3 separate regions of the Zea mays genome follow, and regions 1 and 2 are each linked to region 3. A link is a contact called in public Hi-C data. All regions are on one chromosome and are shown on one strand. The core of a region is the stretch at or near the end of the contact, and the rest is flanking DNA. Distances in the headings are between cores, read along the strand shown.

Region 1 (3,235 bases), core at 237-2,736, 210 kb after region 3:
TAACACCAAAATCTCCTTCTGGAGCCTCTCAATCTCTTCTTGTGCCTTTTCTTTACTCATCTGAGAGGTAATCCTCCTATGCGTCTGTGTCCTCTTTGAAGCTGGGCTAGTTCCTCTGATGATATTGATCCCTGTGATACCCCTTGGGAATCCGTCGCCATTGTCATTTTGCAGTGAGAGTTGTACTTGTTCTGGAAACACAGTTGTTATGGTATGATTTGACTTGTGGAGCTCTCCTGATATCCGATCACATCGATCAGCGAGCGCCTGGTAAGATCTATACGTCTCCTCAACAAGGTTTGCCAGCTCAGGCCTGTTCTTGAAGTACAGCTCTGCCTTCTTTGCGAAAGTGTCAGCATTTATTTCTATGAGTTTGATCATGGACTTCACCCTCATTTCCATCTCTACAAAGACAACAAAAATACATCAAAAAATTGTGATAAAAATATTGTGTAATCGTATCATGGTATTAGAAAATGCTACGTCGTTTTATGCTTATTGAGAAAATTTGTCGCGCGAGAAAACGAGGCAGTACTTCTAGCGATGTGCTCCTACTTCAATGTTAGGCTATTCTTAATAAGCAAAAGTGAGATTAAATAAAGAATGAAACGTAGTCTCAATACAAAATTTCGCTTTACGGTTTTATCGGCTACCATGTCAATTAAATGTTGCATCTAAATGACCAATATATAAAATAAATGAAGATAAAACAAATTGCTCTCCATAATGGTTTCATGCATTTTTCAATGTATTGAAAATGAGTTGACATAGTATAGTTTCATGGTGATAAAAACTATTTCCATTCATTTCAATTTCATAATAAATGTGGTATTATATTATCAAAAAATCAAATATAACACTCCAATTAATATATAGCCTTAAAAGGTTGGAAGTCATGATTTCTCATGTCTTCGTGTTATGTTGATGATTTATTCTTAAACATCGTGGTAGGCAAAATATTACCTTGAAGATTGTTGTCGAGCCATTTGGACTGCGTGTTGCGGATGTGGCTCGCCCACCACCATGAGTAGGCGTTGCTCGCCACGCGCCGCAGCATCGCGGTCTGCTCCCTCCGTCGTCAATTTCCTTATCTCGTGCTTCTCCTCCTCGCCCTTCGCCTCTAGCTTCTATTCGTCCAAACCTTCCCCTAGCGTGTCTACTACTGCCATCGCTACTTGCGCAGTTGCGCGGCGCTTGCCACGAGCTTGGGGGTTGGAGCGGGGCCGGCAGGGCCCCGGGACGAGAAGAGGCGAGGCGGTAAACATTGAGAAAGGCATGCCAAGATAGGAGGGTCACGGACTCACGGGGCAGGTCCGCCGATGCGGGTGGCCGCCCGCCGCGCGCGGGGGTGGGTGTGGCCGTGTGGCTGGGCGGTCTGGCACAACGAAAATAGTAGGTGGTCCATGGGAAAACTGGTGGCCTAGCGCTCTCGTTATCTCCTATCTTCGGTGCGTGTCTTGCATGCGATTGGCATTGTTCATTTGTTTGCTTCAACGAAAGTCAGTCACTGGGGTACGACGAGAAAATCTCGAATTTGACATTAAAAACTTCTTCCCTGTTTAGCATACAAAGTTCAAATCTCCCCTATTTATCCACTTTCAAAAAAAACTTCTCTAACTGACATTTCCGTTAGTTTGAACATGTTGTGTTAACTTTGAGAGAAAATGACAATTTTGCTCTTTCTTTGTTTTTCATGGGCACTGTTTCTTTTATTAGCATTTTTTCGTTCTAGGATGTTTTGACGTCACATTTTTTTTTCTTTTGCCAACATTTTTTCAGTTCTTACTTTTTTTGTTCCATTTAGCGGTTAGCAAGTCTAAATGTGTACTTGTTTTCTTTTTTTAATAATCTTAGTTTATTTCGTCAAGTTGTGGTGTATGAACCATTGAGAGCTTGTTCGGTTCTACCCCAATCCATATAAATTAAGGGGGATTGAGGGGGTTTTAATCCCTAGTAAGTCAAAATCCCTCTCAATTCATATCAATCCCATCCAATCCATATGGATTGAAAATAACCGAACAAGCTCTGAAAGGGAAATGTGACTTGTGCCATTTCTCTAAATGTTTAATGATTAATGATCAACACAACAAATATGGACTAACATGTTTGCTAAATGTGTATATATAGGAATTAAACTCAGATAAACAAGAATTAAGTTGGAGAACCGAATTAAGTACAAGACTTAGACATAGTTGAATTGTCACTAAGAATAAGTGAAAAACATTTTGAAGAAAAAACAGAAGAATAGCTAAGTATAGTTTTATGGGATGCACCAAACCACTTTACTAGAGGCGCCAGAAGAAAAACTCGGTGGCCAGACCCACCGAACTTCAGGTCCAGATGCACCAGACCACTTTACAAGAGACACCAAAAGAAGGGCTTGGCAGCCGGATCTCCTTACCAGTGAAGGGTTGCTCTCAAGAAAAACTAAAAATGACACACTAGCCTAGTCCGGTGTGCAGCGGACCTCGCAGGTGCAACAACTACCACGGCTCCAATGGGTGACACAATGGCTAGCAGATGTGGCAGGTAGTCCGTGCCACCTAAGTTTGGAAGGCGACAATCAGGATCTTAGGGTTGGGGCTACTATACCTGGCCCGGTGGTGCACCAGACCGGTGTAGAGCGCCCACGTAAAGTAGTTTTTTTGCATGTTTTACCAACAGCTCTTTGGGGGTTTGGGGCTATAAACAGACCCTCAAATCAGCCCCCTCAACACACTAATTCACTCAAGAGCATAGACTTTCATTCCAAGCAGTGATACATGCCAAAGTGATCCAAGTGCCAATATTCGTGAGAGAGAGCTCTGCTTTGGTTTTGCGCTTGCGTTCTCTGATCTTTTAGTGGTGTGATTATGCTCTTGTGTGTGTTTATTCTTCCCTCTTGCTTCCATTGGAGATCAAGCTCCCATCGACTTGTGTACGACTAGTAAGAGACTCTGACATGTAGAGATCCTTCTGAGGAGACAAATTTAAGAGAAAATGGTGGTCTCAAGTTTGATCTTTTGGATCACTTGAGAAGGGTTGGGTGCAACCCTCATCATTTAGGACATCACAACGAGAGGTAAGTTCTTTGGAGCTAAACCTCGGTCAAACAAATTGCTACATCTTGTGTTTATTATTTTCCTATAATTAGATTATCTTCCTTTTATCTTCAAGTTCTTGCTTTATATTCACTTGTGATATTGCTCTAGTATAAATTCCGCATTCAAGAGAGCAACCAAGTGCAAGAACTTTT
Region 2 (3,556 bases), core at 223-2,722, 130 kb after region 3:
GACCATGCAGACCTCTTCACCACACCGCACTGCGCCGCGCACCGGCGCCCCCGCCGATCGAGCGGGCCTGCCTGAGTGCTCGCGCGTGCACCGGACCCCACCGGCCACCAACGCCACGTCGCGTTCGTCCGCGTCCCATGGCCCCTGGCGCGCTGCTCGGCCAGTGACTGGGTGACTGGCCAGCAGGCAGCAGGCGATCGGCCTACGAGGCCAGGTTCACCGACAGCATGTCGCCGAGCGACGCCCAGAGCTCCTCGTCCTCGTCGAAGCCGACGATCTGCCGCTGCCGCTGCGCCTCGTCGTCGGCCGCGGCCGCGACCGCGGCGGCGACCGGCGCCCGCCACCACCACTCGCCATTGTCGCCGTTGAGCCTATTGCTGTTGTGGCCGTCGTAGCAGCTGCCCGCGCTGTAGGTGGTGTTGCCGTTGCCGTTGCTCAGCTCGTTGTGGCCGCAGCCGTAGTCGTAGCCGTAGCTGTTGTCGGACGCCTCGCGTTCCTCGGCCTCCGTGTCGGTCTCGCCGTTCCTCGCGAACCGGCCCTTCACCCGCGGGCGGCTGTCCGCCAGCGTCTTCCTGCAGGCGTACTGCGCGTGTGGTCGAACGTTAGCTGACACGAACATAATGGATGTTCGGAGAGAAAGAGAGCAAATAATCGATCATTTGTAGGGGAGGGAGATGCGATCAATTACAGTGATCTTCTTGTTGAAGTTTCTCTGGTGCCGTTTGACACGGTAGCGCTCGATCCTCTCTTTCCTCTCCTCGGCGCTGTAGCGGCCGACCTTGGGTGAGAACGGCCCGCCACCCTCTTGGCCGCAGCCGTCGGCTGACGGCACCGGGCGCGGCGGCGACGACCCGTTCATCCCCTGTCCATTGCCCAGCACACATCAGCGGAGCTTCACCTTTTCATTTTATTTAAATTATTCCCCTTGGATCGGCGATGCAGGCATGCAGCTGTCTGAATTGTTGAGATGCACGCGCGCGGTACCTGGAGATCGCCGGTGCTGAAGACGCGGCGGACGGGGCATGACGAGGTGAACTCGAAGAGTTCGCCGGCGGAGGAGGACGGGGAGGACGAGAGCGGCTGCAGAGGCAGCTGGTGCGTGGACGGCGAAGACGGCGAGTAGAAGCCGCTACTGCCGCCGAGGGACACGTCGGCCAGCTGGAGGCGCATCGGGAGCGAGTGCGAGCTGATGCTCCTCTGGATGCTGTTGTAGTACGACGACGGGAACGAGGACGAGTAGCAGGACGACGGCGGCGACGAGAAGGCGCCAACATTGCCGTCGAGGTACCCGCCGGCCGCCGCGCCGCCGCGGGGGATCTGGGCCGGGACGGTGACGGACAGCGCGGCGGCGGAGAAGCTCGCGGCGTGGTGGTGCATGAGGGCGTCGCTGTAGGAGGGGGAGGATTGGCGGAACATGGCTCTTGGACGTGGAAAAGCCTTGGGGCTTTTGCGCCGACTGCGGTTTGGGCTTTGAGAGCGAGTTTGAGAGGAGGGGTGCGCATATAAAAGAAGTGGGGTGGGGAGGGGAGGCTCGCCGTGAACAGTATTCTTGTGCAATCTGCTGCTGCTGCTGCTAGTGCAGGGCGCTGTGCGCTGAAAGGTGGCGGGGTGACCCCTCCAAAAACAAAACAAGACCCAAAAAAGAAAATCTTATCGCGGCAGTATAATTGTACTACCCCTGAGAATGTCTCTGTGCAGTCAGATCAGGGCTTCAACAGTTCAACATTGTACCGTTTTGAATTTTGAAGGTAGGAGCATAAATATATGCCTCCTGGCATAATTATGTGTGAAGCACCGTTGAGCAATCTGGGCCATCCGATCTCTTGTAACATGAACCACGCGATAAGATACGTGCATAGTAATGCAACCGAAAGAAGTAGGACAGCATTTACCTATTTTGTAGCAGCTCACGTCGAAGATGCAGAGCCGCTCATGTAGAATCCGACGGTCGAGGGAGGCACCACAGCGTCAGGGCATGTACACCTTGAGCTCTTTGATCGGTTTTTCAAGTGCATGAAATGAAGCAGTTAAGAGACTACACGATATAACTCTGAGCATCTAGATTATAAATTCAGTCAAGACACAATCATCCCGATTGGATGCTTGAGCGCGGGCGTGCAGACTCGTGTGAGCCGGGTCGGCCTCATATGACCGTTTGCGATGTACCTCCGGATGCAAGTAATTGGCCTTAAAATTACTTGTTTTGCATGTACTCATGCACCTTGTATCTTCCACCTGCATACAATCGAACAGAAGCTCAGACAAAGTCAACACGCGCGGTGGCTCAGGACGAGACAATACGAGCAACCAATCAGCTGACGAAATATGTATAGAAAGCCGTGTAGACACGGACTCTCTGTTGATTATTTTCTACTTAGCTTCCTAAGAACTCCTCATGAAAAACTTCATTAATTAGGTTGTACATGCCCTTATATTGATCCAAAAGGCAATGCGGCGAGCGAGCAGTTTTATCCTTGGTCAAACTCTGTAACTTTATTTTCACGATGTGTTTTCAAAAAAAGAAAAAAGTTCACATACAGCATACCCATCACAGTATGTTCATCATAAGGTTATATCTATAGAGTAGTCTGCAAGACCAGAGGGCATCAATCGCACAATTTTACTGCTGAATTATGAGGAATAGGGCAATAGTTCCTCTCGACAAGTTGTTTTGTCCTTTTTATATAGGAAATCAAGGTGATGTTGGAAGCCAGATGCTCTTCTTGCAGACATATTCGGACCCCTTTGATGGAAAAAAAAAGCTCCTTCTGAAGTTAGCAATTTAATTAGATGAACGGAAATTAGTTGTCACAAGCTAGCGAATATGCTCCAACTAAGGCCTAAGTATGCGTCGATTAACAAAACCCAAGGAGCTTGATGCCATGCCACTGTCCCTTTCTATATAAAAACGAAATGGGATCAAATGAGGTACTGCGCCTCCGGGTTAACTGATCCGAAGATATTTTGCGTGCGTGAACGTGAACCTAGCTCCTCAAGTTAATTGAGTTCGCAGTGTTTGTGTTTCCGCTGCAGTTTAACAGAGACAGGATGATCTTTCGCCGTCAGATAAGAGATTGCGACCACTTGACAGTCTTTGAGAGCACAGAACTGTTAGACGTTGACTTGCACAGACAAGGATGCACTCCTCCCAGTACCTGTGTTGACTTCACTTGTAGGTATTGTTACTGTGAACACAGGAGCACAGACCTGAAAATGCAGCTTGAAAGCAAAGGTGTAGAATACTCACTGTAGTTAGATAAAGATATGCTTTTTTCGGCTGCAGCCTTCTGTTTCGATTCGGCTAAGCTTAAACCGGAAGCAGCTGGAGCTTTGCCGGCCAGCCCTTATCTTCATTCGCTACAGTGAGGTCCCAACAGTCCTGCAGAACAAAGGTCACTCCATATACGTGCGTGGTGCTGGTGTTAGACGAACATGAGATGCTTTGCTCAAATATTCCAAGGCAGTTTGATATGAAAGATATGCGTCATTGTCAAAGATCTGGTAGGCCTCAATGCTGCAAGGTTTGCATTGGACCAGGAAAACAAATTGAGATACC
Region 3 (3,457 bases), core at 579-3,078:
CTAGGTGCACACCTTTTTTTTTATTCGTGCCCCCCCCCCCCCAAAACAAACATGGAAAAAACCCGAAAGGATTTGATTGGCTTATCAATCCCATCAATGGAGTCCACTAATAGCTGCTCAAGTCACAGCAAATAAAAACTCAATCTCATTGGAGCAATCCACTCAAGCAAACTAGGGTTTCCTTACCAGCAAGGTAAGGAAACAATTAAAACCCAGTTCAGAAAGATCTCAAGCAGAAGTCAGTGCAGCAGATGAGAGGAACCGAGAAGAAAATGTCTGGAGATAAACGATCCCTTCACGGTAGTTGAAGGAAGGAGCAATCTATCTTCTACTCGTCATTCCCCTGATGCCCACATTGAACATGCAAGTACATGGTGGGTTGAACATGCTCTTCTGTGCATTCTCCAATCAAACAAATAAGCTATTTAATACAAATAATGAGTTAGATAAAATTCCATCATTTTCTCTGTAGGCTTATGTCAATCAAACAAGTAAATATGACACAACAGGATTCAGGAACTGTGCTACCAAAACACGATACCAGTCCAGCAGTTGCCCATGGTCTGATGACAAGCACCCACTGCAACCAGCATTCTTAATGATGATACCATTTTACAGTCCACATCCCTCACCAAAATGTAGCGCTGTTTCAGAAGAAACTGACTGGACAAGCTATTACACTAGTACAACTGGTAACTGTAGAAATCAGGTCCATGACAGCTCAGTGGCTCAGTGCTATAGATCTAAAAGAGTCAGAGCTTAGAGTGACCACTGTGAACAGATCACTTCAGATCTTAAGTTCAGTTTGAATCTTTAGTTGAACTGACAGAGACAATGTCATGTCAATATAATACCAAGCTTCAACATCATCTCTGCCCACAGGTAGGTTAAGGTGTAGTAAACAACAATCCATTAAATAAATATTGAAATATGAGGATCCTGAATTCTATGGTACATACATATGAACATCGTACACCCGGGCATTGTGCCCCCAATCACCAAGAAATTATACTGCCATTCGTGCCCCCAAACAAGAAGGGCGGACCTGGCAGCGGTAAAGCCTAGCGTTTGTAACCGGAAGGTCCCAGGTTCGAGCCACAACCTCTTCATATTATGTGGGTAAGCTTGGCACTTAAAATACCCTTCCCCAGACCCACAAAACCCCGCAAAGTGCGGGAAGCCTACAACACTAGGTACACACCCTTTTTTTTATTCGTGCCCCCCCCCCCCCCCCCCCCCCCCCCAAACAAACATGGGAAAAACCCGAAAGGATTTGATTGGCTTATCAATCCCATCAATGGAGTCCACTAATAGTTGCTCAAGTCACAGTAAATAAAAACTCAATCTCATTGGAGCAATCCACTCAAGCAAACTAGGGTTTCCTTACCAGCAAGGTAAGGAAACAATTAAAACCCAGTTCAGAAAGATCTCAAGCAGAAGTCAGTGCAGCAGATGGGAGGAACCGAGAAGAAAATGTCTGGAGATAAACGATCCCTTCACGGTAGTTGAAGGAAGGAGTAATCTATCTTCTACTCGTCATTCCGTTGCTAGGCAAGTATACACTTGTTACTAGATAAGATCTGAATACTAATAGCCAAATAACTTAGTTAAGGTTCGGGTGCCTAGCGAGAACTGGAGAGAAAGGATGAACATACCTGGCGAACGCGACGAAGGCCAGGGAAGAACCGTCGAAGGCCTGGAAAACTGGCGTAGGGCCTAGGGTTTCGGCGTCGGCGGTTGTCCTGTTGTCCAGCGGCCGCACGCCAGGTGAGCGGCAGACGAAACAGCAAGGCAGGTCGAGTGCGTTAGACTAGGAATACTATCATATTTAAACACGAATTATAACCGTGAGTTATAAATATAAACGCAAGCTATTTAACTTGAACGACCATAAGTCATAAATCTACATCGCATACACATACGAGAAAATTCGAAAAATAAAAATAAAAAAGAAACCTTGCTGCCGCTGCAGTTTTTCAAAGATTAGTGTAAAAATCGGCGGTGGACATAACCGGCATATAACACGTACTAAATCTATAACTAGTGTATGACGCGCGTCCTGCGCGCGATGTACATAAAGAGAAGATTAGACGTCATTTTCTTCTTTAACAAAATGTTTGAATGAATTGATGTTAGATGCACTTGCACTTGAAGATAGTTTTGATAAAAAATTCATAGCCAATAGCGGAGGACAAATAAAAAATGAGGTATGGTTGAAAAAATAGAGAATGCAGGAAATGTAAATTGAACTCAGGACATGCCACTTGAATCAAACCAGCACATCCACGACAACACACTTTCTTCTTTGTTCATAATAAAAAAAGATAAACATCTTAAAAATTTAGGTATGGCTGGTGCCATACTAAGCGTCTAAGCCATAATGGCTCCTCCGCCACTGTTCATAGCTAACAGTAAAGATTATTTCGGAGTATATGAATTAAGGCATACATAGATAATCAAGAGGTAAGAAGACCTTACCACATATCAAGGTAAGAACAACGCAACATATTTTATAAACACTTAATGGCAAGAGACTTGAATAGTGTAGCCGGATAGATACACACATTATCACAAACATAAAGATCCATGGTTCGCCTAAAACATTTCTAAACTTTTAGGAAAATAAAAAATAATTGTAATTCTATAACTAATACATAAGTGAAGGGATATAATTTTTTAATAGTAAAACATATATTTTATGGCACGATTTTAAAGTAAATAGAACAATCAATGGAGTAAAAATGTTCATATGATGAGAGCAAGGGGAGAAAAAATGAAACCACTATGTAAAGAGCCAAACATAAGGCTAGAATTAAGATTGAAATATGTACCTATTTTAAAGTGAGATATTTTTTTGTCAGAGCCAACAGGATGAGCATTAGGACAGTAAATTCTTCCTATGACGGGAAACACTTCCTATGACAGAGAAGTGACGGGAAACAATAGTTTTCGGATGGGAAAAATACTAACGTAAGTGTCGTACCTTTTCTCTTTTTAAAAAGAAAACAAATGGTACAAACTTACCTATTTTATATATGTAAAGAAAGAAATATAAATCTAGAAGATTGAAATACATACCTGTCTTCAAGTGATATATCTTTTTGTCAATGTTAATAGAATAAGCATTAGGGTAGTAAACTATTCCTATGATAGAGAGGTGATGTAAAACAGTAGTTTTTAATCGTCTGCACTGGAAAAATACTAATGCAAGTGGCACACCTTTTGGAAAATAAAAAACAATTAGTACAAAATTACCTATTTTATATGAGACTGTAACTCTTCCAAGCTTAGCTGCGGAGTAGAAGATGCTTCAAGTACAACACAGATAGTTTTAAAGAAGTCACTGACCAATAGTTACTATTGAAATAAAAAACATCTGAAAATGTTCATTAGACGGTCCATTACATTTATACAGGGACAATATTCACATTTATTATAAAGGTAGAACGCAGAGCAG

What was found. Hi-C and Micro-C count contacts between places; a contact is called where the count stands out from the background.
Region 1: a Hi-C map of tassel shows a contact between it and region 3, with 2.1 times the contacts expected there. The contact joins the promoter of LOC103651040 here to the promoter of LOC100856949 in region 3. A contact is called at or near these places in 5 of 25 Hi-C or Micro-C datasets (ear, endosperm, leaf and 2 more).
Region 2: a Hi-C map of ear shows a contact between it and region 3, with 2.8 times the contacts expected there. The contact joins the promoter of LOC103651041 here to the promoter of LOC100856949 in region 3. A contact is called at or near these places in 6 of 25 Hi-C or Micro-C datasets (ear, endosperm, leaf and 2 more).

Annotation. Positions count from the first base shown.
Region 1 is chr3:186,947,216-186,950,450 of Zm-B73-REFERENCE-NAM-5.0, reverse strand. It overlaps LOC103651040 (protein NETWORKED 2A), which reads right to left and starts at 1,486. Exons shown (of 2, transcript XM_008676633.3): 1 at 964-1,486; 2 at 1-404. The coding sequence starts at 1,057.
Region 2 is chr3:187,020,494-187,024,049 of Zm-B73-REFERENCE-NAM-5.0, reverse strand. It overlaps LOC103651041 (CCT motif family protein), which reads right to left and starts at 1,472. Exons shown (of 3, transcript XM_008676634.4): 1 at 985-1,472; 2 at 689-862; 3 at 1-583. The coding sequence starts at 1,416. The coding sequence ends at 203.
Region 3 is chr3:187,152,368-187,155,824 of Zm-B73-REFERENCE-NAM-5.0, reverse strand. It overlaps LOC100856949, which reads right to left and starts at 1,828. Exons shown (of 2, transcript NM_001254835.2): 1 at 1,656-1,828. It also overlaps the pseudogene LOC128202634.